Linked DNA regions of Sus scrofa: regions 1, 2 and 4 are each linked to region 3. A link is a contact called in public Hi-C and HiChIP or PLAC-seq data. All regions are on one chromosome and are shown on one strand. The core of a region is the stretch at or near the end of the contact, and the rest is flanking DNA. Distances in the headings are between cores, read along the strand shown.

What was found. A called contact is a pair of places that touch in the nucleus more often than the background predicts. HiChIP or PLAC-seq counts read pairs in DNA pulled down with a chosen protein or histone mark.
Region 1: an H3K27ac HiChIP or PLAC-seq map of alveolar macrophages shows a contact between it and region 3. The contact joins the enhancer-like site here to the promoter of BCL6 in region 3. A contact is called at or near these places in 2 of 5 promoter capture datasets (fetal skeletal muscle and liver), 9 of 47 Hi-C or Micro-C datasets (brain, embryonic fibroblasts, fetal heart ventricle and 6 more) and 2 of 2 datasets of contacts at active chromatin or transcription factors (alveolar macrophages and skeletal muscle).
Region 2: a contact with region 3 is called in a Hi-C map of subcutaneous adipose tissue, with 3 times the contacts expected there. The contact joins the enhancer-like site here to the promoter of BCL6 in region 3. A contact is called at or near these places in 24 of 47 Hi-C or Micro-C datasets (adipocytes, alveolar macrophages, blood and 15 more) and 2 of 2 datasets of contacts at active chromatin or transcription factors (alveolar macrophages and skeletal muscle).
Region 4: a Hi-C map of alveolar macrophages shows a contact between it and region 3, with 1.9 times the contacts expected there. The contact joins the enhancer-like site here to the promoter of BCL6 in region 3. A contact is called at or near these places in 3 of 47 Hi-C or Micro-C datasets (alveolar macrophages, embryonic fibroblasts and heart right ventricle) and 2 of 2 datasets of contacts at active chromatin or transcription factors (alveolar macrophages and skeletal muscle).

Annotation. Positions count from the first base shown.
Region 1 is chr13:126,791,038-126,798,205 of Sscrofa11.1, forward strand. All of the region lies in intron 5 of TPRG1 (tumor protein p63-regulated gene 1 protein), which reads left to right. Among named protein-coding and RNA genes, the nearest start is that of TPRG1, 260 kb to the left of the region's middle. Within about 2 kb of position 5,019, at least 1 of the 83 cell types and tissues checked has an H3K27ac peak or open chromatin away from gene starts, as enhancers often do. A contact at or near this core is called in alveolar macrophages, where this site is marked.
Region 2 is chr13:126,696,858-126,704,103 of Sscrofa11.1, forward strand. The region is part of intron 2 of TPRG1 (tumor protein p63-regulated gene 1 protein); the gene reads left to right. Among named protein-coding and RNA genes, the nearest start is that of TPRG1, 170 kb to the left of the region's middle. Within about 2 kb of position 3,619, at least 16 of the 83 cell types and tissues checked have an H3K27ac peak or open chromatin away from gene starts, as enhancers often do. A contact at or near this core is called in alveolar macrophages, retroperitoneal adipose tissue and subcutaneous adipose tissue, where this site is marked.
Region 3 is chr13:125,384,273-125,391,422 of Sscrofa11.1, forward strand. It overlaps BCL6 (B-cell CLL/lymphoma 6), which reads right to left and starts at 5,591. Exons shown (of 8, transcript NM_001315701.1): 1 at 5,431-5,591; 2 at 3,657-3,878; 3 at 1,093-2,064; 4 at 375-559. The coding sequence starts at 5,591.
Region 4 is chr13:126,603,307-126,610,792 of Sscrofa11.1, forward strand. The region is part of intron 2 of TPRG1 (tumor protein p63-regulated gene 1 protein); the gene reads left to right. Among named protein-coding and RNA genes, the nearest start is that of TPRG1, 77 kb to the left of the region's middle. Within about 2 kb of position 3,630, at least 1 of the 83 cell types and tissues checked has an H3K27ac peak or open chromatin away from gene starts, as enhancers often do. A contact at or near this core is called in alveolar macrophages, where this site is marked.

The DNA of each region.
Region 1 (7,168 bases), core at 3,769-6,268, 1.4 Mb after region 3:
AATCCTTACATTTATGTTACATCTGGAATTTACCTTAAATAAGGAAGAAGATATGCAATCAGCTTTAGTTTTTAATCCAGATGGCAGGCTAGTTTTTTCAACATCATTTATTCAATACTCCATCTTTCCCTCTCTATCAGTTTATATTTTACATATTTATTTGTGTTTATTTCTGGATTATCCATTCCATTTCTTGTTTATTAGAGTACAAAAGGGTTTTAATTACTATAACATTTTATAACATTTTAATATCTGATATATTTACAGCCCTCTTATTAATCTTCTTTTCAAATTATTTATCTATGCATATTTATTTTCCATCAGCTTGCCTAATTAAAAAAATCCTTTTGTTAATAGGATTTTCAAATATTAAATCAATCTTTCAGTCTTAAGATAAACACATTTAGTATTGTCCTTTCTATACATTGTTGAATTCAGTTTGCTAATTTTTTATTAGGGAGTTTTGTCTATGTTCTTGAGAACATTAGTTTTTTATTTTCATTCTTTTGCAATATCTTTGCCAGGTATTTGGGTTAGCTGGTCTCATAAAGCAAGTGGGAAACTGTTGCCTTCTTTTATTTTCTAAGTGCTTTTGTGTGTAAATGCTGTTATCTCTTCCTTGAATGTTTGATAGAATTTGCAAGGGAATTTTTCTGGTCCTGAAATTTCTTTGTAGGATAGTTTTAGATAATAAAGTTAATTCATTTTATAAATATTGAGTTATAATTTTTTTCTGTGTTGTTTGGTAAATTGTGATTTTTCAAGATTTATTTTTTAAGTTATTTTATTTGAAAGCATACATAGTTAATATTCCATTATTATTCCTTTAATGTCTTCTTTCCTAATTTTTGTGATCTATGTTCTCTCTCTCTCTCTTTTTTTTTTTTTTTTCTTGTTGATGAACCTATAAATTTTGTTGGTTTTAACAAGGGCACGCTTTTCACTTTGCCAATTTTCACAATTGTCTGATCTCTATCTGGTTGATTTCTACTCTTCATTTTTTTCTCCTTCTTCATTTCTTTTGCTTCTGTTTTTCTTTTTAAAACTTTTTAATTTGCAACCCAAGGGCATTGATTTTAGACCTTTCTTCCTTTCTAATGTGGGAATTTAAACCTATAATATCCTTCTAAGTGCTGCTTTCACAACATCTTGCAGATTTTTGTATGTTTTGCAATCTTTCCTCAGAAATATTTTCTAATTTTTTTAACTTTTTTTTGACCCATAGGTACTTTAGAAGTTGAATTGGCACATTTCCAAATATTTTGATTTTTTCTAGATATTTTAATATTACTGAATTTTAATTTAGAAAACCTATTGTCTCTGACTTTAATCCTTGTAAATATATTAAGACTCGTTTTATTGACTGAATTATAATACATCTTTTGAGTTTATTATGTGCATTGAAAATATTTTTTGTATAGTTTTCTATAGCTATCAATTTGTTCAATGTATTTGATAGCGTTTAAATTATTTATGTTATTACTAGTTTCTGTCTAGATTTTTTTATCAGTTACTGAGAGGGGAATGTTAGAATTTGTTTCTCTTTTCTCTTTAATTTTATTATTTTTTGCTTCATGTATTTTGAAAGTATGTTAGATGCATACACATTCTTGATTAGTATGTTTTCTCTTGATGAATCAAGCCTTTTTTCATTGTGAAATGTTATTTTGTCTCTGCAAATATCATAAGTCTAAAAGCCTACTTTATATCTCGTATAATTATAGCCACTCTATCAATTTTATACTTATTTTTGCATAGTACATTTTTCATCCATTTGTTATCTTTGTATTAAAAGTGCATTATCTGTAGAGATCACACAACTGAGTCATACTTTTAATCTGTTTTGTTAATCTCTGCCTTTTAATTGGAGTATTTAGTCCCTTCACATTTTATGTAATTTTGATATGATTGAAGTCAAGACAGTTACCTATTATTTGTTTTCCATTCCCCCTTGTATTTTTTATTCCTTTCCCCCTTTTTAACCCTCTCTTTAAATATTTAAATTATTTTAAGTATTTAAATATTCCTCTTAAATATATATATGTGTATTACATATGTATGCATATAAGTATATATATGGATATACACATGTATTTAGGCTTTTTAGTTATAACATTTTATGTAATATTGTAGTTGCTTTAGACAGAGTTTCTCAATCTATTTACATTTTGATAAGGACCATTTTTTGGTGTGGGAAGCTGTTTTTTACTTTGCTGGATGTTTAGCAGCAACCCTAGCCTCTACCCACTAGGTGCCAGTAGCATCCTGTCTCTGTGTTATGACAATCAGAAATGTCCCCAGACATTACCAAATGTGCCCTCAGGGCAAAAATCACTGGATTGAGAACTGCTGCTCTAGGAATATAAATATTTAACTTTTCATAGTGTACTCAGGGTTACTATTATAATACTACACTTAAAACATAAAAACCTTGTAAACATATTGTTCTAAAAATGTACACATTGGAAATGGCACTATACAGTCAGTATGGTCACAGGAGGAAAAAGAATAGGCTTGGAAGGATAAAGTTTGTTATGCTCACAAATTCCAAAGAAGGTGTCATACAGGGCCATAGAAGAATACATAGTATCTGTCAAGAGGCAGAAGGGGCAGGAGCTAGGGGAGAAATTAGGCCAAGTCCTTTATTGGAGTTTCTACTGGAAAGGCAAGGCAGGGCAGGGTAAAGAGTTTAGGATTGGCTAGTTTGAAAACTTTTTGTAGGCTTTAAGCTACAGGTAGTTCTTCATTGTCTGGTACTTGGCCTTGAGCCAAGGAGGAGGAATATTGCCTCATGAGAAGTATGGGCCAGAGAGAGAAGGTTTGCCTCTGGATTGTTTAATTTGCATATCAAAGTCCATGGATTGGGCCATCACTCTCTCTAAGAATGGGCTACCCCTAAGGGAGGCATCTCTTCTCAGTCAGACATCAAAACATAATACTCAGAAATTTATATACATATAAATATATATAAATGTATATATGTACACATATACATAGAGGTCCATTTACATCCCCTCCTCACTGCCTTTTCTTTTATAGTTTGTCACATGTATTACTTTCAAGTGCATTTTAAACCCCGCAAGATAATGTTATAAATTTTGCTTTAAGAAATCATATGTATTTCAAAGAAAGCAGGATATAAAATGTCTCATATTTAAGCACATGTTTTCATCTCTGATGTTCTTTGTTCTAGAAGAGTCAGGTTTCTCTTTGATGTCATTTTCCAAATACACAGCACTTTGCATTGTAATATGCTGGGATAAATTTCTTATTTTCTTTTTTTTGGGGGGAGGTGACATTTATTTAACTTTCATTCTTAAAGAATGTTTTCTCTAGTTAGAGAATTCTGACTTGAGTTTTTTTCTTTTAGCATTCACAGTGTGTTGTTCCACTGTCATCTGGTCTCCATAATTTCTGAAGAAAAGTTCATAGTCATTTGAAGTGTTATTCCTCTGTATATTCTCTAGCTGCTTTCAAATGTTATCTTTATGCTTGCTTTTCAGAAGCTTGACTATAGTGTGCCTACTCTCTTGAGTTATATTATTAATTTCTAGTTTTATTACATTGTGTTTAGAGAAAGTTGTCTCTACTATTTCTACTCTTTGCCATTTACTGAATATTTTTACATTTCAATACTTAATTTGTATGAACATTTCATATATACTTGGATGTGGTGAAGTCTCTGCTTTCTTTGTATCGTATTTGATAAATGATACTTAGATCCATTATCATTAAGTTATTTATATTTTCTCTGTCTTTTCCAATTATTTATTAATTAAATTTTTGGATAAATTTATTAATTAAATTTTGATCTGTCATAGACTGAGAGAAGGTAATTAATTTTTTTAAATTACTATTTCTCTTTCTTTGTTTCTTTGTTTCTTTCTTTGTTTCTTTCTTTGTTTCTTTTTTTCTTTCTTTGTTTCTTTGTTTCTTTCTTTGTTTCTTTTCTTTCTTTGTTTCTTTGTTTCTTTGTTTCTTTGTTTCTTTGTTTCTTTGTTTCTTTCTTTCTTTCTTTCTTTCTTTCTTTCTTTCTTTCTTTCTTTCCTTCCTTCCTTCCTTCCTTCCTTCCTTCCTCTGGCATGCAGAAGTTCCTGGGCCAGGGATCAAACCACAGCAGTGACAATTATTATTATTATCTATTACCCTCTAATATAAACTCATTTATGTTAACAACTCCCTTTTTAATCTTCTTTTTATACTTCCATATCATTTACTTTAAGTTTTTTATAAGTATCATTATCAGCTATATCAGTGGTTGTTTATTTAGATAATATGCTTCCACTTGATGTGACATCTTCAGTAGTATATATTAAACCTCCAGTGAAGCATAAGAAATCTGCATATTCATACTATTCTTACATTCTATTGTCTTTCACTTCCCTTCTTTCATTAGTTTTACCAGACAAATTTCATTTTTATGGCATATTCGATTTTATTTCCCATGAGGCATCCAATTATTACTGCAGAGAATTGATATAATTTCAGTCCTCTTAATTAACTCGTATGGCTTTATTTAGTTTTTCATTCTAGGGCTAGAGTAAGAAAGCCTGTGCCAGCATCTAGCATGCTGTTAAAAATTAAAGGGCCTTTTCTGGGCCCCTGGGGTTAGAAACATGATGAAGGGGTGGTTTTTAAAGTTCCGCTCAATTTTTTTAGCAAACTTCCATAGTTGAGTTCTGGACTAGGGGGAGAGCCCCGGATTTTGGTCCCAATTTTACAACCGCTAACTTTGTTTCCTCATCTATCAAAAGGTCATTCATATTGTCATTCTGTTTCATTAATAGTCTTATTGTACAACTCTAATTAGATACCTTGAAAGCCTTAGTAATATGCCTTCTAGATATCAGGTGTTAACAAGTTCTGATTTTCTCTCAGATAAAAGATTTTGTTAACATGGAACTAAATAGATTAATTTGATTGTTATCTTTATTTCCAAGTCAATTGGCCTTGCTTGGTTGGGCATTAAGTCACCATTATAAGTAAGAGGTCAGGCGGCAGCAGGCAGCAAAAGGAGGAAGAGGCAAGGGAAAATCAGCTGCTAAATAGTCATAAATTGACTCAGGGGAAAGACTGAAGAGAGTGAGCAATTCCCTTGCTAAAAGAAAACACAATGACAATATTAGCACCTGCTGGCCTTAGGTGGTCATGCTGACACTGTTTACCAGGAGCTTTAACATCTTCTGTGCCATTTGACCTTCAATACCAAGAATAAATACCATGGATTGACTATATTTTAGAAATGAAAAAAGTGATGATACCAAGAGAGGTCCGGAGATTCAGGTACCATCAGCTATTTAGAATGAGTTGGGTTTCAGTATCAATTCTTCCAATTTCCTGTCCAGTGTTCTTTTAATAAATAATATTTTATTCCTTTTTTCTCTCTCCCTTCACTCTCCCTTCTCCCCTCCTGTTCCTTCCTTTTCCTTCCCTTTCCTCTCCTCTTTCTCTATGATCTTGCCTCTGTTTTTTTCATCCTCTCTCCTTTCCTTTCCTCCTCTCTGTCCCTCTGGGAGAAGATAACCTCTCCTGTTAATGTAGATTCTGCTTCTTTTCTAGGAATAGGACTATTGGAACTTAGCAGAACATGTGCCAGCATATTCCACATATGGGTGCTTACAAAACAGTGTTGTTTTGTTTTATTCACTCTTTTGTCTTTGGCTTAATGTGCAGTGAGAGGGTGATGGACAAGAGAAAGCTATAGACTATGGATCATTTATTTTTGAGATGAAGGAAGATTCTCTTGGATTAAAACATTCACCAGACACAAAAATCAGGAAATGATAAAAGGTCTGGTTTATCCTACAGGGTAACTGGTTTAACTAGTTGCTAACACGCAGATTTGGTAATTGTTCCTTATTCGAGATCAAAACCCCAAATCTTATTTCTATCATAATTGGATTCATTCCCACATCTTAATTTAAAATTTAATTTTTATAATCCTATTATGTATATAATCTCCTGAAAAGTGGAGGAAAGAGAGGAAGACTCAGTTTCTAAGATTAACCATAAATTTAAAGCTTTGACTAATCTTAACCACATCAATTTTCTTACTGTTTCAATTTGGACAATTCACTTTAATTCCTGGGCTCTCAATTTCCAATCTATAAAATGTCAATGATAAAAATTCCTGTCAAGCCTAGCTCATTAAATATAGCCCATTTAAGTGATAGGTATGAGAGTGTTTTTTAAATTGTAAAGTGCTAAAATGATTTGTTCCTTAAAGAGTTCTAAAAATCCATATTCATTTGTTAATGCTCCCAATTTTTAAAAAATATATCCACAAGAAATAATGATGAGGAAACTGACTGGTCAATTCACTTGTGTATAATCATGTAGATAAATAATGGTGGGATCTGAATCATGAGCTTCTCTGATGTCAACTCCTTTTGTTGTGTACCTAATTCCTATCTGTCCTCAAATGGATTGGGATTTTTGAGGTTAAACAGGCCCCATTTTGTGACCTCTGTCCCATCTGAAGTCTATAATGAAGAGGTAGAGTGTAGATAGTCTAGAGCTTAGAGAGCAGGTCCTGAAGTCAGGCCACCTGGGAGCCAATTTGAGGTGTGCTTCTGGGTGACCTTGAGCAAGGCACACAACAGTCTATGCCCCAGCCTCTTCATTTGTAAACTGGAGAGGGTAATAGTATCTATAGTATTGGGGATTAAATGAAATAATGCCTATAAAATGCTTAGAAAAATATGTTATGCAGTAAGCTCTTGAAGGATGTAAGCTTCTATAATAGGTTTTTGAGAAAGGCCCTGGTTAAGGGTTCAGGGATTTGCATACGGAATCACTTTCTTGATTAGGAAAGTCTCCTCCTTGTTAATTTTGGTTTCCTCATTTATAAAATTTCTAAATTTTTAAAATTGAAGTTTAGTTGATTTATAATGTTATGTTAATTTCAGGTATATAGCAAAATGATTAATATAACTGTACCTATACCTCTATCTATTCTTTTTCAGATTCTTTTCCCTTATAGGTTATTGTAGAATATTGAGTAGATTTTCTTGTGCTATACAGCAGGTCCTTGCTGGTTATCTATTTTATATATGGCAGTGTGTATTTGTTAGTCCCAAATTTCTTATTTACACCTAAACCTCTAAAATATTTCTAAAATATTTTTTGCTTTTTTTTTTTTTTTTTTTTTTGGTCTTGAAACCCTGTG
Region 2 (7,246 bases), core at 2,369-4,868, 1.3 Mb after region 3:
AGCTAACATTGAACAGGAGTTAATATCTGAAGGTTTAGCCTCCTTACCTGGAAAGAAGGAATGTGGTTGCTTGCCTTTGCAGTACAATAAGAGTAAAAAGAAGCCTAGCAGAATTCCCTAGTGGATCTATGGGTTAAGGGCCTGGAATTGTCACTGAAGCAGCTCAGATCACTGCTGTGGTACAGGTTTGATCCTTGGCTCAGGAACTTCTGCATGCTGTGGGTGTGGCCAAAAAAAGAAAAATAAGTCAATAAAAAGAAACCTAGTATTGGAGTTCCCGTCATGGCTCAGTGGGTTAAAACCCTGACTGCAGCAGCTCAGGTTGCTGTGGAGATGGGGGTTTGATCCCTGGTCAAGCTCAGTGGGTTGAAGGATCCGTCGTTGCCATAGTTGTGGTGTAGTTTCAATCCTTGGCCTGGGAACTTCCATGTGCTGTGCGTGCGGCCATTAAAAAAAACTCCCAAAAACATCTGGTATCATGCTTGGCATATACTTTTAATAAATTAATGCAATGCTAATAACAATAATAAAACATTAATATCTAAAATTATCTATACCTTCTAGAACACAGAACTGAAACTGACACGATGAAACAAATCAAAACTTGTCAGTATGCCAGTGGTGTTGGAGGTATCGGAACTAAATTTGCGACACTCAAAGCTTCTAAGAAGTGCTCAGCATATGTTAGGCACTTAAAAATGTGTGTTAATGATGGCTTAATTAGCTGTGTGTGTTTGAAGAGAAAAAACTCAAAGAGGATTTTGTATTGATATTATATTTGTCTGATGTCTTCATATCGTTGATGGGCTGCCGTGTGGAGGAGAATACGAACATGTTTATTTTGCACTGTTCTAAAGGGAAAAACCAGGCTCAAACTGGTGGGAAATTTTGGATGACATTAGAAAACTTTCTCTCCTCCTGCAGTGGATTTGGGTGACTTGATGGACAGTGGACCTTCCATAGATGAGCTGTTTTCCCTGGACTGACTGAATGAGGGCTGTGCCAGGTAGCACGGTACAGGGCAGGCATGGTGGTGCCATGAGGGAGGCTCCATTGTGCATCACTATTGCTGAAGGCTAGTTTTGTGCTGGACACAGAGTCAAGTGCTGGGGCCAAAGTAGAAGTGTGTGCCCCTCACGTTCAGTGAGATCATAGTTGCTGGGGAGAAGACGCTCCCAAGTCTCCTTGGGGGGACGGAGGAAGACCTATCACAGTGTTATTCAAAGTGGGGTCTGACTGCTCACTGCCCAAAAGCTAATGCAAGGTTTGTGAAAAGGAAAGTTTGCTTTATTCTGGAGTCTGGCCATGGGGGGAGAAGTAAAACTCAAATCCAAAGGCCATCTCCCTCCATTTACAGTAGGCAAGAGCTTTTATGTACAGAGAGAGAGGCCTACCCACAAAAATAGCAGAGTCAACTGTGACAGTCATCTTAAAATGGTCATGCAGTGGTCTGATCAGCATCATCTTCCTGGTTTCAAGTACAGTTAATCTTCAGTTCCAGAGTCAGTTTATTCTCATTTCATTGAGACCAGTTCTTGGAATCATGACAGCTTATGTTATGGCTACAGTTTGGTCATCATGGAGTTAACTTCTTCCACCTGGTGGGGGTTTCAGTCTCTAAAAACAGCTTAAGGGATATGGCTCAGAATATAATCTATAGCCCTTGAGGAGGCACTAAATGTCCTTGACTTTGCTTAGTGACTAAACTATTATTATTTGGTCTTGTTTGATTTCTTTCATTTGCTTCTGCATTTTCTCACCTCTCTTATTAAACATATTCTTTGGCTAAAGTTTTTCTACAGACAAAAGGCAGGCAGAGGACATGGGGGTGGGGTGGGGAAGGACCATATTGTCCTGCTCTGGTACAAGTGGCACCACTTTTAGTTAGAGATTTGGAGAATTGGTAGGAGTTTTCTAGGCAGGAAGGTATTCCATTAAGAGAGACTAGTCCGTGCCAAGTTTAGAGATATAAGTTATCATAATATATTGTCAGGGAGACAGTTATTTTGGGAAGCAGACACATCCAGGAAGTCAAGGCTTAGAGCATAAAGGACTAGCAGTGTCTTGCAAGGTGGGTCAGTTCTCTGGGTCCTTCCCTCTGTGTCTGCTGTATTTTGCGTACACCCAGATAACAGCACGGATCCCACTATATTATAATTGCTTAGGGGTGGGCTTCTCAGTGCACTGTGAGCTCCTTGAGGACAGAAACCATGTCTCATATATCCTGGTGTCTTCATGGCCTTGCCTGAGCTTGCCACAGCTTATATACTCAGCTAAGTCCTACTGAAAGAAAGAATAAGTATGTGAGAGCAATATGGATCTCACTTAAGGGATGGGTCCCGACATGATTTGTGAAGAGCTTTTGGATTCTTTAAATGTTTCTGAAGCTGTGCTGAGTGTAACACTAAGAATTACTTCTAGGGAGCCGTGTCTTCTGCAGAGTATTTCTGCTGATGCTAGCAGTGATTCTTAGCATTTATTTAGTACCCTTTGAACTGGCACCATGCTAAACTCTTTACCTGCCTTATTTAATTGGCACAACCTCCCTCTGTGACGTGTAGATATTTTCCCCATTCTATTGCTGAGGAAGCTGAGATTTGGAGAGGCTAAGAAATTCCCACAAGATCACACAATTAGAGTCAGAATTTGACCCAGAGTTAGAATCTGACCCAGGTCTGCTGACACTAGAACTTGGGTGCTAACCATCCTGGTATCATTAAATGAAGCCTGTTGCCCAGGGTGGGGCAGAGTCAGCCCAGTGAGGCCCATCTACAGGGACTTGGAAGATGGTTTTGTTAAAATAGGTTGAACTCTCCAGAATGTTATTGACTCATATCCCCTTATAACCTCTGCTCTAGCAGTGGAGGATGGAGAAATCCCTAGGAATAAGTAACGTTTAGAGAAACTAGAGCATCTAGTTTGTCAAGGCAACACAGCAGATTTCAAAGGAGCAAGAAGGGAAGTTTGTGGCTTCTTAGACTGTGGTGAGGGTAGAGATACACAGAAACAGATGGAAGTGAGAAAGTGAGGTCCTTTTTTCCCCTGAGCATTTTTAGTTGGGAGCTCCTTTGGGTATGTTTCTCCTTGTTTTTCATTTGGACTGGGAATGTCTTCCATTTGGGAACCCTTTGCTTCTGAGAAGCTCAGAGCAGAGCACAGGGTCCCCATGTAAAGAGGCGAGGGGCTCTGTGATTAGAGCACCTGCAGCTCTCCTGAGCCAACCAGCTCCGTGGTCTCAAATGGGAAAAGAAACAAGAATGCAGAGAAGATGCCATTTTCACAAGTTAGCTGGCATGTTTGGCTGACTTTTGCTTGCAGCCTGGGTCTTGCAGATGGGGGTGGGCAGGAGGTGAAGGAACCTCAACAGATGGCAGCAATCAGTGGGTGTTGGTGACCATTTTTCCTCACTGCTGAAAACATGGTCACCTTGTGCCTGTGACAATCAGACTCAACTCCAAGTTCCTCCGTCCTAGAACACAGAACAGTATAATCCTTTTTCAGCTTGCAGAAGGAATATTTTTAGAGAGAAGAGGTATCTAGGGAATACAAGGGCCACCTGAGATTCTGATTCAGCGATGTGAATTCACCTGCCCAGTTACAAGTCCTGATGTCTGAGGAGATTTGTTTGTCAGTCTCACAAGGACGGAAATGAAAAGCAATTTGCTGTAAACCCTTCCTCTCCCTTCTGATTGGTAAGGGGAAAAATGTCCACACACTGCCATCTGGTGGGAACTTCTGGTCACTGCATTTTTGAGAGTTCTTGCAAGAAACAACTGAGAAGGGGCCAGGCTTTTTCCTCCTGTTCGTTAACAAAGAGGCAATGAACAAAACATGGTCCTTGCCCTTGAAGAGCTCCCAGTCTAATGGAAGAACTTGACATGTTAGCAAGTAATTATAACTTGAAAAGTACCGTTTTAGGAATGTAAAGAGTAAGTTGTGAGGTAGTCTGGTTGGTAAGAAAGGAACATGGGAAAGCAGCTATAGGTAAAAGCTGGAAGAAGGTTGAGGCCAGACCGTGAAGGACCTTGAATGTCTGAGCAAGGCAGTGAGTCCGCTCAAGTTTAGTTAGAAGGAAAAAGATGGAGTCAGATTTTGGTGGTAAAGCAATACAGACAACAAGCGTCTGTATATATGCTTTCAAAGCATCCAGATCCTCTTGTTAGCAGAAGTCTCCTATGGAAATCCATTATGTGAACTAAGTGAAACCATGGATATTCAGACGGAAGTGGAAGAATTGTCTCCCACTCCACCTCTCCCATCCTTGGTACATATAGCTGCTTTGGGGGCAATATCTAAGGCCCAGCAGAACCTGGTTTGATACCTACTCCTGTGGAGTGTCCCTTAGCTAACATGACACACATGCTCTGGTTTTAGAGGTAACTCTATCCTGTCTCTCCTGACATAGGTCTTTATATATTAGGCTCCAGATCTTTTCCTATCTTTTAATCAAAAATTGCTATTTTTCATTTTAAAAAAATTTCTATTTTTCTTTTTTTTTTAGGGCCACACCCATGGTATATGGAGGTTCCCAGGCTAGGGGGTCTAATCAGAGCTATAGCTGACGACCTACACCACAGTCACAGCAACGCCAGATCTGAGCCATGTCTGTGACCTACACCACAGCTCACAGCAACTCTGGATCCTTAACCCACTGAGTGAGGCCAGGGGAACCTCATGGTTCCTAGTTGGATTTGTTTCTGCTGTGCCACCACGAGACCTCCAAAAAATATTCTATTTTTTTTGGAGCAGTTTCAGGTTCACAGCAAAATTAAGAGGAAGATTAGGAGAGATTTTCCATATCCTCCCTACAGCTATACATGCACACCCTCCCCCATGATCAGTGCTTCCTCACCAGAGTGGCCCTTTGTTACAACTGATGAACCTCCATTGACACATCATAATCAACCAAAGTCCATAGCTTGCATTAGAGTTGCACTGCCCTAAAAATACTCTGTGCTCTGCCTATGTATCCCTTCCCCACTCCTTGGTAACCACTGACTTTTCTACTCTCTCTAAAGTTTTGCCTTTTCCAAAATGTCATATAGTTGAAATCATATAGGATATAGCCTTTTCCAATTGACTTCTTTCCCATGCTTTTTACTAGAGCTGCTGATAGTTCTGAAGATCCCATTTATGGTAACTCCCATTTTATGAATAAATTAACTTTCTTATGCACAAAACCTATATCACCCGTTCCCTGTCCCTACTGCTTGAGGACAATATGTAGGAAGGTGGCTAGAGACCAGCTATCTCTGAGTGTCTATGAAGCATCATTTGTCTGCTGGCCAATATATTAACTCACATTCAGTATCTACACTTACGTGCCATCCTCAACCCACAGACCATCTATGATGGAGTTTTGAGAAGGAATCTTTTGGCTCTTACTAATGACATGCAAATCATTGCTTTCATTCTAAGAATTGAATTCTGGGAAAGCATTCAAGAGCCATCTGAGTAGTGACTGAATTATGGAGATCTACAGGAGCAGGTCTTTCTGTTCTGTTAAGACATGTAGCCTCTGGATGGCATTTGCCACAAGGAGAGAGATTTCAATCCAAGAGCTGATCAAGTGTGACTGGTCCTCCCCTCCCCGCCATGGCCAAAGGCTGCTTTGTTCCACCAATGTGGTTATCTTCCTGCCCTTTCAGATCTACACTTTCAAATGCAAAACACAAATGCCACCCACCCAACAGCATTTCCTCTAATTCTTTCTCCTGCTCCTTGTCTTTCCTCACGCCTTGCCCACTCTTGCTGCATGATGGGGTCAGTTTGCTCTCACCTTCCCACACTAGCTTCTCTGTTTCAAGCTTGTGTCCGGAACTGCCTCCTTCTCGCCATCTGGCAGCTGACATCTGCCACATCTTTCCAACTCAGGCCCCCACCTTTTCTTGGAGTCTTTCAGAAAAAAGATGTTAACTTTCACTGAGACTTTTCCCAGGACTTGATTATGTACACAGAATTTTCCACACGGTTGAACAATTACTTTTGCATCAACTCTGGCCCGCATTACTTAAGTTAATTGTTATTTTCCTGAGGACACACTGGCCAGTGTCCTTTTAGGTACCCAGAGCCAAGTTCAATAAACATTAAGAGAGTGAATATCACACTTTAGAATGAATGGGTTGGGGTTCTTCTCTGTTTTATTAGAGAAAATGGAAATGTCCCTCAACCTAAAGCCCTTAATAAAGACAGCAAGGTGGAGGAGGGGGTTTTTGCACACTGTGCAGTGTGTATGAATATCCACTGCTCACATATGTCACTCAGTTGATCACATATGTTACTCACTCATGCTTGTCTCCCTTTGTTAAACAATGGGCACATTGGGTTAAGGATCTGGTGTTGCTGCAGGTGGGTTGTAGGTCGCAACTGCAGCTTGGTTCCTGGACCAGGTGGCCAAACAAACAAAACAAAACAAAAAAAACCCAAAAAACAAAAAACTCTGACCTCCTTGAAGGATGGAGGTTTCAGTGCTTGGCTTGGGACCTGGATCAAAAGGCATGATCAATAACTACTTTTTCAGTGGATTTTTCAATGTATGTATTCAGATAAAGAAGACACATGGGCCCTCAGTAAAGTTTCCTTAAGACCAGATGGTCCTTTTTTTCATCCTGGAATAATTTCTAATTAAAATCAATAAAACAGTGCAGTGTGACTCATGTACTGTCTGGTTTATTTGGCTTTCTCTGGAGCTTCCTGAGGGCAGGGTTTTGAGTGGATGTTGATGGAGAAAGAGCCAGGCTGGAGGTAACGACACCTGTGCTAGAGCCCCACCTCTCCCAGCTTCTGTGCATGTGGTCCAGGGTAAGTCGCTTTTCATGGAACCTCAGTTTTCCCATCTGTGAAGTGAAGACATTGTCTCTCCAGGATCTTCCATCTCTGACAGTGCCTTCGATTTCCTTGGTTTTGCCTCAGGTACCAAAAAAGCCCCGATCTTTCGATTGAACTTGCTGAGTCATTTTGAATTAGTAAAAGCCCAGTGTTGGCTCCCTTTCTCTTCTGAAGTTATCCAAACAAAGATCAGCACAAATGATTCCAAGGGAAAGCATACCTCCAAAATGAGTCCTTTAGAGCTGATTGTCTTGGTGTTCAATAGTTCAAGCTTTCACAAAGCAGGTTCCTGGACATTGACTTATGAGACACTCACCAATGTAGTAGAAGCCAAGTTGAGTTGAGAGGTAGAGCTGATACCCCAGCAACAGTCTTCTCACTTCATAATGTAAGTACATTGTAGATGTATGTATTACAG
Region 3 (7,150 bases), core at 4,341-6,840:
GGACCCCTGCTTCTCCTTCTAGAATATCCAGCCCAGCAGGGTGAACATGCACACCAATCAGTACCAGAAGTTTGGGTCCAGAGGGACAGAGAAGGCTCGGAGCTAGTTAGAGCCAGCCCCACAGCTGCCTTTGCTGGAAGGAAGCGAAGCGGGCTGCATGATCATTGTCTATCCCCCCCAGATTAACAAATCCTCGGTCTCTTTCTTTGTTCCCTACGAGATCAGGAGTAGGAATACGGAAGCATGGTTTAGATGCCGATGGACTTCCCAGCAGTGGCTTCTCCCAATCAGTAACAACAGCATTAATAAGATGGGAACACAAGCCCCGTGTGCAGCAGAGGTAGGGGTGGAGGGAGGGCAGGGAAGGGACTCACCACAGCTGGAATCCGAGTACTCAGACTGGGTCTCCCCCAGCTCCTCGGGGAACGTCGGGCCGGCAGCATGGAGGCACATCTCCGTGTGCTGCGGGGACTGCGAGCCACAGGATGTGCACTTGGGGGGGTGCAGGTAGAGTGGAGAGTGGCTCTCGCTGCTGCTGCGGGGGGAGCCTGTCAGGGACCTGTGGGCAGGAGGAAAGAGCTTTAGCAGCTGGAGCAGGGCCTCCACGCTTCCCCTCCTGCCTGTGCTCAGGGGAGCCTCGAGGACACTCCACTCCACAGTTATTTGTATCCCCAAGCCACTTCCAAACAGCAGACACATAGAGATCATGGGTGGGGGGTGCAATGAGCCCAAATGCTATCCTGGGCCCAATTTCTTCCCCTCAGGGCTGCAGTTCACAGCCTCTCTCGGTCCATGGCAAGTGGGAGTCCCACCCCCACCCCCCCACTGCCAACCCCCCGAGACCACAGGAGCTTGGGATTCCTGGGACGCTCTTCTAACATGCAGGGGAGCTATCTCTTGCTATGAAAATATACTGAAGCTTAATATCCTGCCTTCCTTAAGTTAATTCAATCAACAAGCCTTATCCCCCACCACCAACAGGATCAGTGTTTCAGGCAAGAGGAGGACACAACCCTGCATCCACCAGAAGGGACCCTGGACCCCCGCCCCAGGTAAGCCCTGACTCCAGGCCCGGACTGCCTCTGAAATCACCTGTTGACGATGTTATTGAGCCGGCTGGCCTGTGGGATGGTGGAGTCCTCCCCATTGGTGCTGAGCTTAGTTGGGGACTGGAGGTCAAGGGTCTCAGGCTCCATGGGTGGCTGACAGGCTGGCGGGGCAGTGTATGCTCGAGGGGAAAGGCGGCCCAGCTCAGCCGGCTCGGGTCCCTCAGGTTTGGCATTCTGGTTGAGGCTGTTGAGCACAATGAACTTGTACTTCTTCCAGTTGCAGGCTTTGGGGTCAGTGGGGCTCTTGGCCGGTGGGGAGCCAGAGGTCTGGAGGATGCAGGCATTCTTGCTGCTACAGGACTCGGTGGGCGAATTGGGCTGGCAGTCGGATTTCTGAGGGCTCTGTGGACTGACCAGACCCTTCCGGTTCAGGGGTGCATTGGGGGGCTCGAAGTGCAGGGCAATCTCGTCCTCCGAGGAGGGTCTCTCTTCCTCCTTCCCGGCCTTGTCACAGGGGAAGTACGGGGCGCCCCGAGCTGAGGGGGCAGCAGGCTTGGGGCCTTCAGCCACACTGTAGTGCATGTCACTCCGTGCCTCCTCTGGGGCTGCCTCCTTGGGTGAGTAGATGCTGCTGTGGCACATGCTGGGGGATATCTCCATGGCCGGCCGGCTGTAGTCAGCGTGGATGGGCCTGGCACTGTCGCAGGGGAGGGCCCGCTCCTTGGGAAAGGGGTTGGCCACAGGCATCCGGGCATCCCGCAGCTCCTCGTCGGAGAAGAGGAAGCTGCTGACCGGGAGGTGGCCGTACACAGGGTAGGAGGCTGGCGGTGTGGACAGGCCGTTGTACAGGCTGGGGGCGAAGGCTCTGCTCTCGCAGCCAGGGGCGTTCCTCAGTGGTAGGCTGTTCTCCACCACCTCCCGGCCCCGATAGGCCATGATGTCCTGAGGCATCAGCATCCGGCTGTTCAGGAACTCTTCCCGGGGAGGCTTGATGGCAGGAACCATCTCTGCTTCACTGCAGGAGGGAAAAGAGAAGACCCAGGCCTCTAAGTCAGAACTTTCCAAGTGACACGAGTCTAGGCTCTAGGAAACCACACTTGCCCTTGGGTCAGCTAGACATGGGCCATGTGGTCCTGCAGCAGGGAAACCCTTGCACTTACAAGGCAGTTCTGCAAATGCCTAGTAATCTAGCCCACAGCTGGGGAAATGAAGCCTAAAGAAAGAAAGAGAGTTAGACAGCCTGTGCCTGTTTATATGTGATTCTGTATGTTTAAGTCCCATATGTTTGTATATGTGTGAATCTATAATTATTTAGACGCCATAGAACATTAAGCTTTCAGAGCCCTTGTCTGCTTTCATCCCTGCAGAATCCTGCAGGAAGGTACAGTAGGCACGACTATCTCCATTTTACACACATAAAAACTGAGTTTCAGGGATGGAAGAATGTATCCAATGCTGGTGCACAGGCTGGTTCAGAGGGTCATTGTCAAACTAGTGCCCTGTGAAGAAAGGACTCGCCCTACACACTGCCTGGAGTTTTGGGGAAGTTGACTTTGGAGAACAGGCCACTCATGCCATTGCAGGGAGGACTGGTTCTGCAGCAGTCACACCTGGTTTCCAGTCCCAGCTGTGCCACTTAGCAGCTCTGTGACCTGGAGCACAAGGCCTGACCCAGAGAAAGCACCTGTAAATGATAGCAATGAGGATCTTGCCACCATCATCACCCACAGGAGACAAAGAGTTCAGGCTGCCTATACTGGAAAAGATATTATGTGGGCAAAATATAGGCCAGCTCAGTCTGATCCCAGTTCACAGAACCAGAACCAAGGAGTAAAGGTGAAGGAAGCCGGATTTCAACTCGCCATATAGAGGAGCTTTCAAACTGTCCAAGGTCGACTGCATGGCTCTGGGAACACTGAGTTCCTAGCTCCTGGAGATGATCAAACGGAGGCTGGAAACCTCTCTGTTTGAGAAGGGAGGCAATCAAATGGTTCTAAAGAAGTCAAGCCCTGAGTCTCTGTTCCACTTAGCAAAGCTCTTCACTTCTGTGCCTTGAAGGTTCCTCACCTGTCAATGGTGGTCGTGTCTTACTAGCCCTCAACAGGGGCTTAGACCCAGTGAACCCACTTTAATTCAATAAATGTCCTCTCTAGTAGGAGCAGGGTGACATAAAAGACATGCTCTGGTGGAGGAACTAAGGGGCATATGTAAATAGTTACAACAGAAGCCTAAAGGAGAACTGAAACACATATGCAAATAGTTAAAATAGAAGCAAGGTCAATGGGACCAGCAAAAGGCTTTGGGACATAGTGGAAACACTGAGGAAAGAGCTAAGTGATAATTGCACAAACATCTATGAAGCAGCTGGCATCCAGGCATGGTTTTTCAGGATGGGTGGGAGGAAAGAGCCTATCAAGTGAATGGCAGGAAGCAAGAAGCAGGGATGCCCATGGCATATCTGGATAGCAGGAGTATGCAAGCGCAGTGGAAAGTTAGGTTGTGGCATGCCACAGAGGATTCTTTTTACTGCATGCACACATTATCAAAAGTTTATGATCCTTTCTGATCCCATCCATTTCCAAGGCTTCCATCTGGGTAGCAGCTCACCTGGCTTTGATGAACTTCCGGCAAGTGTCCACAACATGCTCCATCTGCAGGTACATAGCTGTGGCCATCACTGCCATGATGTTGCCCTCCCGCAGATTGAGCCGAGACGTGTACATGAAGTCCAGGAGGATGCAGAACCCCTCCGGGTTGATCTCGGGATCCAGATTGATCACGCTGAGATTGCATTTCAACTGGTCCGTGAAGATGCTGTAGAAGAGGCCACTGTAAAACAAAGAAATGTCTCACTATAACAGACATGTAGAAACTATCATCAGTTATAGTCAGCATCCTGGACCTAGCTCCAGAATTTCCTTGGCAATTAATCATAGCTGCCATTTATAGAGGGCTTAATCAATGCCAGAGAGTCATTAAGCACTTTCCACACACTGTCTTGTGTTCCTTACAACCTTGCCAAGGATAGTAGACTCTCTCCTTGTCTCCCTTTACAAATGGGGAAACTGAGATCAGAGGAGTCAAGTGATTTTCCCAAAGTCACAGAACCTGGATTCCTTTTAGTCTTAACTTCATGGATTACCAGAGCTAAATTTAGCACTCATTTGTAGTAACTATTTTAGTCTCTATCTTTGGGATAAGCATTTTCCTTCTTGTTCCAATACATTACCCTTAATTTTAAATTCTTAGTGTTTGTTTTAGAAGCCAGTTGGGTGTTGATAACAAATAAATAAAATGACGCCTGCCATCTATGGTTTACTGACTCTCTAAAAGTCCATAGACTATTACAAGATCCATATTCCAAGGAGAGCCAAGTCAAAGTCAAGCCATGCCTCCAGGAACCATGATGTCTGGAAGAGGAAAGAGCACTCAGTTAGAGGCCAGAATTCTCGACTGACATCTGAATTCTGCTCCTTCTGAGCGAGCAGCCAGAAATGAACTGGACTTCACCCCGTAAGTAGCTATGCAACCTTGGGTAAGTTACATCACTGCTCTGCACCTTGCTTTCCTTATCTGCCCAGCACGAAACATGCTGTCTATCTTACAGGGTTGTGGCAGGAATGAAAATGTAAAAGGGACAGAATGATGCCTGGCACATGGTAAGCACTTGGTGAGCATTATCTATTCTTTTTATCTCTCTATAAACCTCTGTTCTCTCTGCTGGTAAAAAAAAAAAAAAAAAAAAAAAAAAAGTGCTCGTTGTAGGTGTTGAATAAGCCTCTACTAGCAATTGGGATCCTTGGCTCTACATCAGTTCACCTATGAATGTCTTCATTTTATCATCTACAAAACAGAGCTAGTCATGCCACCTACAACACAGGCCACTAGGAAGATCCAGGGAGATGATGTAACATAAAACTGCTCTGAACCCTTGGAATACTTGTCAATCACTTTCACCAACTTACATATGCTCTGAAAGACCTGTGGAAGTATAGTCACGGCATAAAATAAAAATCACAGGAAAATAAAAGAGCAAAAGATTTCAAATTAACTTGCTTAAAATATTTTATAACTCTCTTTCACTTTTCATTATTTCACTGGTTCACTGAAGTCATTCACCAGATTTGCCCCAAACACATCTCTGGAGATGGTATATGATTTCTTCTCCTCTATTCCCACCGAATAGAAATGCTTTCTTTTCTAAAAGTGTGGTCATTCATTTGCTTCCTGGGAACCCACCCTGCCAGGACAGTGCTAAAGATCTGGAGACACAGGAGACGTGATCCCAAACCCGGAATGGGGCCCCCACGCTCCGCACTGGCAGCCGGCACTAGCATACCCCTTACAGCCATCATCTGCCTTCTGCTTCCAGATCCCTCACCTGCAGGCCATGAGGACCGTCTTATGGGCTCTAAACTGCTCTCGGCTCACCACTATGACAACATCAGTCAAGATGTCGCGGCTCCGGAGGCGATTAAGGTTGAGAAGAACGTCGCTGGCATGGCGGGTGAACTGGATACAGCTGTCAGCCGGCGAGGCCATTTTTCCTTCACCTGAAAGAAAAGGTTAAAATCCTGTTACTCCTCCAGGACCTAGTTCCTTCTTCCCAGGAGTGTCAGAGCAGGTGGGCCAGCCTGCTCCCTTGTGTTTGCTTTTGAACAGTTCATGACCCATGTCTGGACACTGCTCTCCACGTCTATAAAAATGAGATAATAATCTTTATCCAATTTGTTAATAGAAACCCCTATAAGGGAAAGAGGAGGGAATGAATATTGGATGAATGTTTTCGGTTTGTTTGTTTGTTTTTTTTTTCCCAGATACCAGCATTGAGAGGCAATGAGTATGACAGAGGAGAGAAGGCACGCTTTGAAGGTTAGCATGTTGGCCATACCTTTTGCAAGCTGTGTGACTTGGAGCAGCTTGTTTTATGGTTTCTGGGCTTGAGTTTCCCCCAAATGGGAGTAGTAATACCCATGGGGTTGTAAAAATTAGTGGAATTTCTCATAAATCACAGCTATTCTCATCAGTATCTCATTTCATTATCCTAGCTACCATCTGTCTCTCCTCTACCAGGCTTCAGAATTATTTGAATGTATCTTGAGCACCAAGCACATTGCTGGTACACAGTAGGTGGTGAAATTAGCGTGAACCAAGAACTGAGTAAGGAAATGAATGATCACACAACAGTGTTAAGATAGTCCAATGCCAGGGTAAAGGGGTTGGGGGCAGGGCTGGCTGTGATGGAGAGGCAACACACTCTCCTTTATCTCATCTAAGGAAAAGTGGCACTGTTCACAGAAACACACGCATTGGCAAATTTGAAAGAAACAGTTTCTCCACAAAATTTTAAAGCATATAATTCAATTTACTTACCCAATGCCTTGATTCACAGTCCAAAATTTTGCTTAAAACCTGCAGGGAAGAGAAAAAAGCAAACAGAAATTGATTTAATGAATGTAAGATTGTCCACTATAGTCTTATTTTAGGACACACATATTTAGTTTTACTTTGATAGCTGCAGCCTGCCAGCTGGTGCGGTTTTACCACAAGCTAGCACACATTTTTTCCAGCTCGGCTCTTACGGAAACAACAGGCACTCGAAGCTATGCAATAATAATGTTTTTTACCCCGAGTATTGGGAATACGATTTCATACATCCATACACACACACACACACACACACACACACACACACATGTATTTCTTTTCTCAAAGTAAGAAATGTATGCCGTTGGGTTTATGGTAAAGAAAAAAAAAAAGAAAAACTATTCTTTCGATATTAATGAGAATGATCCTTCAGAGGCCTAAAAACTCAGGCCACTTTTCAAAATCTGCTAAAATATTATCCTTCAAGTCTTCAAATGATTCCACAAGGCCAACAGGGTCAATCTCTTTATCCCTATTTCACTGATGACAAAACTGAGACTTGGGTTCAAATGGCTTGCTCAGGACAAACAGCCAGGCAGCATTTCCTGACTGTCAGGAAACACTTAAGACTGAATAAAGAATCTGAATACAACCTGAGATGACATATCTACTCTTTTCTCCAGAATATTTGCCCCCCACCCCCACCCCTGCAAAGTTTCCTCTCCCAAGCCTCC
Region 4 (7,486 bases), core at 2,380-4,879, 1.2 Mb after region 3:
TAATGTAGATTGGAGATAAACCATGTTCATGGATGGGATAACTTAGCATTTTAAAGATGTCAAATTTTCCCAAATTAAATAAACCTCACATAGAATGGTAATCAAAACTTCTGCAGAGAAACCTGAAATACTGGGTCTAAAAAATGTTTTGAAAAATAAAAGTCCACAATTAAATAACAATGTTGGAAAATAAAAGCAAAAGGACATATTCACTCTACTCTATATTACTACATAATCATAAAATAAAACAATGTGGCCTATAACATTAACAGATGAAGAGTAATGAACAGATTGCAGAGCCATAAACAGTCCCATATGGTATAAAATCAAGGTGACTATTCAAATTTGCCTAGCAAAAGCCCGTTGGCCTAGCAAAATTCCAAATAATATCCCCCTTTACTCTCAAATCTTGGTTTGGCTTCTAAACTATAAGATGCCCCCTTTGTGCCTGTTGACCTAGCAAAATTACAGATAATATCCCCCTTTGCTCTCAAATTTCTGTTTGGATTATAAATTATAATATGTCCTTATATGTATAAATTGATTTGATAAATGAGTGAAGGAAGGGGGATTTTTTTTTTTTAGCATATAGTGTTGCCAAAAGTGACTTAATAAATAGAGAAAAATAAGAATTGATAAAATTTCTAGTGCACTGAACTCCTAAATGTACAGATGAATTATAAGCTAGTAAGAAAATGCTGGAAGACAGCTTGGTGACTTTGGGGTGAGAAATGTTTCTGGAACAGTACCCAAAAAGTCCAAACCATAATGGGAAAAAATGGATCTGACTACATTAAAAATTAAGAATTTCTGTTCAATGAAGGACACTGTAGATAAAGGTAGCAGATGGGAGACAGCCTGGGAGAAGATAATTACAGCATTTAAAACTGACAAGGGATTAATATCTAGAATAATTAAGCCATTCCTGCAAATCAACAACAACAAAAAAGAGGACTTGGCAAATACTGTGAATAGGCAATTCACAGAGGGAAACCCCAATTACCTACATGTTCATGAAGAGATCCCCAACATCACAGGCAATCAGAGGGGTATAAATTAAAACCACAATGAGACTCATTTTACACCCATCAGATTGGTAAAAATTAGAAAGTCAGATGGTACCACTGATGGCACAGATGTGGGGAAATGAGAGTCCCTTGCGCTGCGGATGGGAATGTAAACTGGTGAGCCATTTTGGACAGCAATCTGTCAGGAAATTGAATATACGTGACTCTCATGACCAGAAATTCCTCTTCTGGATTTATAACCTAGAGAGACTCACACAGAGCCAGAGATGGCATTTATAGGATAGTCAGAGCATTAGAGTTTGGGTCTGCTCTGTGGAAACAACAGAGAGAAACAAAGCATAGTAAAGCCAGAGCTGGCTCTCTGTGTCTCTGCAGGCTGTATTCCTTGCTGAATCTTTTCGTTAGGTAGGCATGTGATTGTCCCATTCTGCCTCAGTCCTAGGGCATTGTCAAAGCCCAGATAATGCCCCTTTCCCACCACTCTCCAAACTTTTCAGTGCTTTGTTATGGACACTATCTAGAAATTTAAACACATCAAAAGCATTCAGAAGGTGATAGTTTCCCAGTCCATCCCACTCCCTCCAAACTATTGCCTTTGGAATGGATAAGCAATGAGATCCTGCTGTATAGCACTAGGGATTATATCTAGTCACTTATGATGGAGCATGATGGAGGATAATGTGAGAAAAAGAATGCATATATGTACATGCGACTGGGTCACTTTGCTGTACAATAGAAAATTGACAGAACACTGTAAACCAACTATAATGGAAAAAATAAAAATCATTTAAAAAATGGCATTCGGAATATAGTGGAGTGAGTGTTGGGTTACCACAGAATGAAGGGAGTTCTTAACCCAGGAAGAGGGTGGTGGTGATAGGTTTCAGCAGCAGCCAAATAAGAGAAATCCATGACCTCCCTGAGTGCAGACATGTGGAGGCTCCAGAGACAGGGAGGCCACTTCTGCTCTTTCCCTTCACATAATGAAAGAGAAGCATCTCCATAAGTGAGCATGGCTGCGGAAAACGTGTACTAATAGCCAGAAACAAATAATCCTCCTTATAAAAGTGTCCTAGACAATGAAAGAATAAAAAAGTCTGAAGGTCTTAAATTATTTTCCGAGGCTAGTGTAGCGTTGATTTTTGACTGTATGTAAATGTCATTTGTAAAAAAAATTTTGTTTATTTTTTGTTTTATTTTTATTTATTTATTTATTTTTGCTTTTTAGGGCTGCACTTGGGGCATATAGATATTCCCAGGCTAGAGTGTGGAATCGGAGCTATAGCTGTCAGCCTGCAACACAGCTCATGGCAACGCTGGATCCCCGACCTCTGAGATTAAACCTGCATCCTTATGGATACTACTCGGATTTGTTTCCTCTGTGCCACAACCAGACTACACCACAAAGTTTTTTCAATTTTTTGCAGAACACTAGTATTGAACAGAAAGCTACTAAGAGAGAATTTTCACCTCTTTTCCTGTCCTTTTGGGAAAACCAGGAAAATGAGTGAAGTTTGTCTCAATCCAGATGGCACCTCAGAATGGAGATCAGTCTCAGACATTTCCCTCTTGCTCCAGATAGTTTCATTTTTCAAAGAACCACTGAACATTAAAGCTGAAAGTGGCTTTCAAAAAGTTAGCTATCATAGCTCTAGTCTGCTATGGAATTCTCTCCACAAACATTCATTCCCTGATAAGTTAATCTCAAGAACCTACTGGAACCAGACCATGGATCATACTTTAAAAGACATCCCTCCATCCTTAAGAGAGTTTCTCGGCAACCAGGTGATAACTCTTGGCTCTCACCTCCCTCCATGAAGTGGGATCTCATTTCTCATGAGAAATGTGTCCCCAGAGATAGACCCATGAATGCAAAAATAAACCTGCTCAGTCTTGGTTGCCAAAGAGCTTGTTTCCCTGGTGGTTTAATCACTGTCCCTGCTGCTGGCATGCCCTGTGGTTGGTGCCAAGAGAGTCATGCCAAGGGTTCCCTTGGGCTCCTTTCTCGCCCTCTAAATCCCACCTCAGGCCAACTGCTTTGCATTATGCTGAGGCTCTTGGCATCTACCAGTGGAATCAAAATGCCATTGTGTCCCCCATGAGGAGGACTTCCGTGTCTTCCTTCTAAAACTGGTATCACCTCTGATGCTGGTGTTCTTTCTGCTGATGTCTGTGAGACGGCAAGAATCCCTTCCCTTCCTTTGAGTCATTGTCCCTTACACTGTTCCCATGGTTCTGTAACCCCTTGCTCCCAAAGCCTTATGGTGACCATAGGTGAAAACACCCCATTAAGGGTTTACTTGCAGGTCTTCTTTCCCCAGGATCTGGGCACAACTCAGTAGGGACTGAGCTGGGTGAAAAATTTAAATGGAAGACGTGGGGTGCTCTTCACTATTATTCCTCCTCTGCAGCTCAGATGCAGTTTCAGGCATCCCTGCCTGGGCTCTGACAGCTATTCCTTAGACTGACATCTTTCCCAAGGGACTCCTCCTCCTGTCAGTCCTGGGCATTGTCAGTCCCGAGGGAGGGGGCACTAAAGGGCAGACCAGCCACAGCTATTTTAGGGTAGCTCTAGGCTCCTCCCTTCCTCTCCTTTATTTGCTTGCTCTCACTTCCTTAGGGTGGAGCTCGCCTTCCCCTAGAAACTGGATCATTTCACAGCCTAGAGTCTTGCTTAGCCTGATCATTAAATTTTCTGAACTCACTGCCAGGTCCAAGATGATGAACTACTTCTTCAGTTATCCAGATTACAGGGAAAACAGTATTGTGGCTAAGAATTTGAACTTTGAAATCAGAGTCTCGGGTTCAAATCCAGACTCTGTCTCTAGCTGTGTGATTTGGGTAAAATGCTTACTCTCAGTTTCAGTTTTCTTATCTGGAAAAGGAGAATAGCAATACTACCGCATTCACAGGAAAACTGTGAGAATCAAGTTAAGTCATTGAGTATACAACATGTGGGAGATACTTCTGCAATTATTAAGGAGCAAACCAAAATCACACACAGGGCATGGGTGAGGTGCTCATGGTCTCAATTACCACTTTTAAGCTAGGAGGTAGAACTTCCTAGCCTGAGTCCTTTACTCAGAAGCTGGCAATTTTCTGCCCTGTTACCTGGTGGTGGGGCCCTCTGGTGGCAGAGCAGAGTATAATTTTTTTTTTCTTTTTGGACCTCCTGAGCTTACTCTACTAGGCTTTCAAATGAGGAAGAATCCAGCAGATTCTGCATGTGCCTCTGCACAGAGCCCTCACATTTACACACCGAGCCTTCTTGTCCTTGTTGTGTCAAGTCTTTTTATTGCCTTAGAATGCTCAATGCAAATATACAAGGGCTTAATCTCTAGAATATATAAGCAACTTATACAACCCAACAGCAAAAAAACCAGTCAATCAATGGAAAAATGGGCAAAAGACCTGAATAGACATTTCTCCAAAGAAGATATACAGATGGCCAAAAAACACATGAAAAAATGCTCAACATCGCTGGTTATAAGAGAAATGCAAATCAAAACTACCATGAGATACCACCTCACACCAGTCAGAATGGCCATCATTAATAAATCCACAAATAACAAGTGCTGGAGGGGCTGTGGAGAAAAGGGAACCCTCCTGCACTGCTGGTGGGAATGTAAACTGGTACAGCCACTATGGAGAACAGTTTGGAGATCCCTTAGAAATCTATACATAGAACTTCCATATGACCCTGCAATCCCACTCTTGGGCATCTATCCGGACAAAGCTCTACTTAAAAGAGACACATGCACCCGCATGTTCATTGCAGCACTATTCACAACAGCCAGGACGTGGAAACAACCCAAATGTCCATCGACAGATGATTGGATTTGGAAGATGTGGTATATATACACAATGGAATACTACTCAGCCATAAAAAAGAATGACATCATGCCATTTGCAGCAACATGGATGGAACTAGAGAATCTCATCCTGAGTGAAATGAGCCAGAAAGACAAAGACAAATACCATATGATATCACTTATAACTGGAATCTAACATCCAGCACAAATGAACATCTCCTCAGAAAAGAAAATCATGGACTTGGAGAAGAGACTTGTGGTTGCCTGATGGGAGGGGGAGGGAGTGGGAGGGATCGGGAGCTTGGGCTTATCAGACACAACCTAGAATAGATTTACAAGGAGATCCTGCTGAATAGCATTGAGAACTATGTCTAGATACTCATGTCGCAACAGAAGAAAGGGTGGGGGAAAAAACTGTAACTGCAATGTATACATCTAAGGATAACCTGACCCCCTTGCTGTACAGTGGGAAAATAAAAAAAAAAAAAAGAATGCTCAATGTCAAATATAAAATCAGACATAGATCTCAAGCCTAATAATTTGGATTCTTTATAAAAATCAACGTCCCCTTAAAAGGCCCCAAACTTTGAAAAACTAAAATAGTCACATCTTTAGGAATTGGAAAAATCTTATGTCATAAAACAATTATCAGAAAGAAGAAAACGAACTTTAATGACAAGTTTAATGACATTTTTGAACTATCAAGTATCAATTTCTCTGCCTATCTTATGCTTTTTGGTTGCATTTATTTTTCTACTATCTTGGCATGTATTTTATCCCCTTTTGGGTCATCCAAGTCTGCTAGACACATAAGTTTTAAGTCAGAGGTGAATTAAAATATTGGTAATAATTTCCATCGCTAAGGTATTCATAGATTGTTTAGATTGCTACATCTCGTGAAATGATGTGAAATGATCCAGTTTCTAGGGGAGTTCTGTCGTGGCTTGGTGGTTAATGAATCCGACTAGGAACCATGAGATTGTGGGTTCTATCCTTGGCCTTGCTCAGTGGGTTAAGGATCTGGCGTTGCCTGAGCTGTGGTGTAAGTCACAGACGTGGCTCGGATCCTGCATTGCTGTGGCTGTGGCGTAGACCAGTGGCTACAGCTCTGATTAGACCCCTAGCCTGGGAACCTCCATATGCCATGGGTGCGGCCCTAGAAAATACAAAAAAAGAAAGAGATTGCTACGTATCAAAAACTTCATGCTAACCCTGGTCCATTGTTGATTTTCAATAAGTGGGTTTTGAGTGAAGAGCAAGGAGGAAAGTGTCATCTTATGCCTGCTGGTGAGTAGATAGGGTCCCAGAGAGTTTATGTAAATAACTGGGCTAGCTGGGGCAGAGACAGCCCTCACCTCCAGGGCTTTGGACTATTTCTTTATATGATATTTCAGCTGCTGGGGGCACACTTGATAATCCCTTGCAAAAATGAACTCGGTCTTGCCTGAAGAAAAGTACAATAAGATAGAAAATGAAATAGTTTTCCTAGGCATTTAGGTAAAGCATCACATCACAACATATAATCTGCTAAGACTGGGGGAGTATCTTATTTTATAGAGGAGGAAATGGATACCCTGAGAGGGGGAGAGTTACTTGCACAAGAGTTGTGGTAGCTCACCATCAGGACCAGCCCTGGAACTCTTTGTCCAATGACCTGCATAAAGGGAACAATGGAAAGAAGCCAGAGAATGCCTGGGCCCCATCGCCACTGGCGCCCGGCAGCACTGGCCATACTGTCCATCCACTGTTTGTTCTCCTTTGTGAGGCCAGGAAGAATACTTTGGTTCCTACTAACCAGAAGGTCTTTCTACTTTCACCTGTCTCCTAAGGTTACAAATCAATGGGTCCTTCTCAGAAAACAGAGGCATGGATATGTACAGACAAAATCCAAACTAGAAAGTAAATCTGAAGCTTTACAAAATACCAGCTTGAATAGAGGGCTGAATGAAGTCTGAGTTTTTATGAAAATAAGGTCCTTTATTTGAAGAAAAAATACGGAGAGGCTACAGATGGAAAAGGACACAGAAGGAGCACTATAAAGACCCCAGGAACAGAAAGCAGGGGTATCAGGTAGTGGAGAAGCTCCTGACACATCCCCTGGCTTTCTCTGTGACCTGGAATGAGCCAATTCTTTCTGAGCCTCAGCTTTTCCGTCGGCCAACATGGCAAGGTTGGACCACATATCACACAGGCCTTTTTTGGGTTTGACCTTCTGTGACATTACGTATTTTCTGTATTTTTCATATTTTCCCCAGGTGAAAGAACAATTTGTTGATTTACTAAGAAGCAGACTGTCACCAAAGTCAATCCTCTGCTCAGCCTGTTGAAATTTTTTTGGGCGACAACTTCCTCCAGGGACTGGCTTGTGTATATTGACAGCATGCCACTCACCACCTCAATTTCGGCCCTGGAATGGCCCTGGAATTCTATGACGCCCACTCTTTTGAATTGGAGAAGGGCACGGTGACATTGGCATTTCTGCTTGGGGCTAGTGGTTGAATTGCCCTTTAAAACTAGTAGTTGGGTTGTGATCCAAAGATGGCTACTGACTGGAGCCAAAAGTTTCCACAAGGATGTCATTACGAGAAGGGACTTTCGTTACCAGAGGAGAAAGCCGGCTTGCTCTTGAAAGAACGAGGTCTCTGA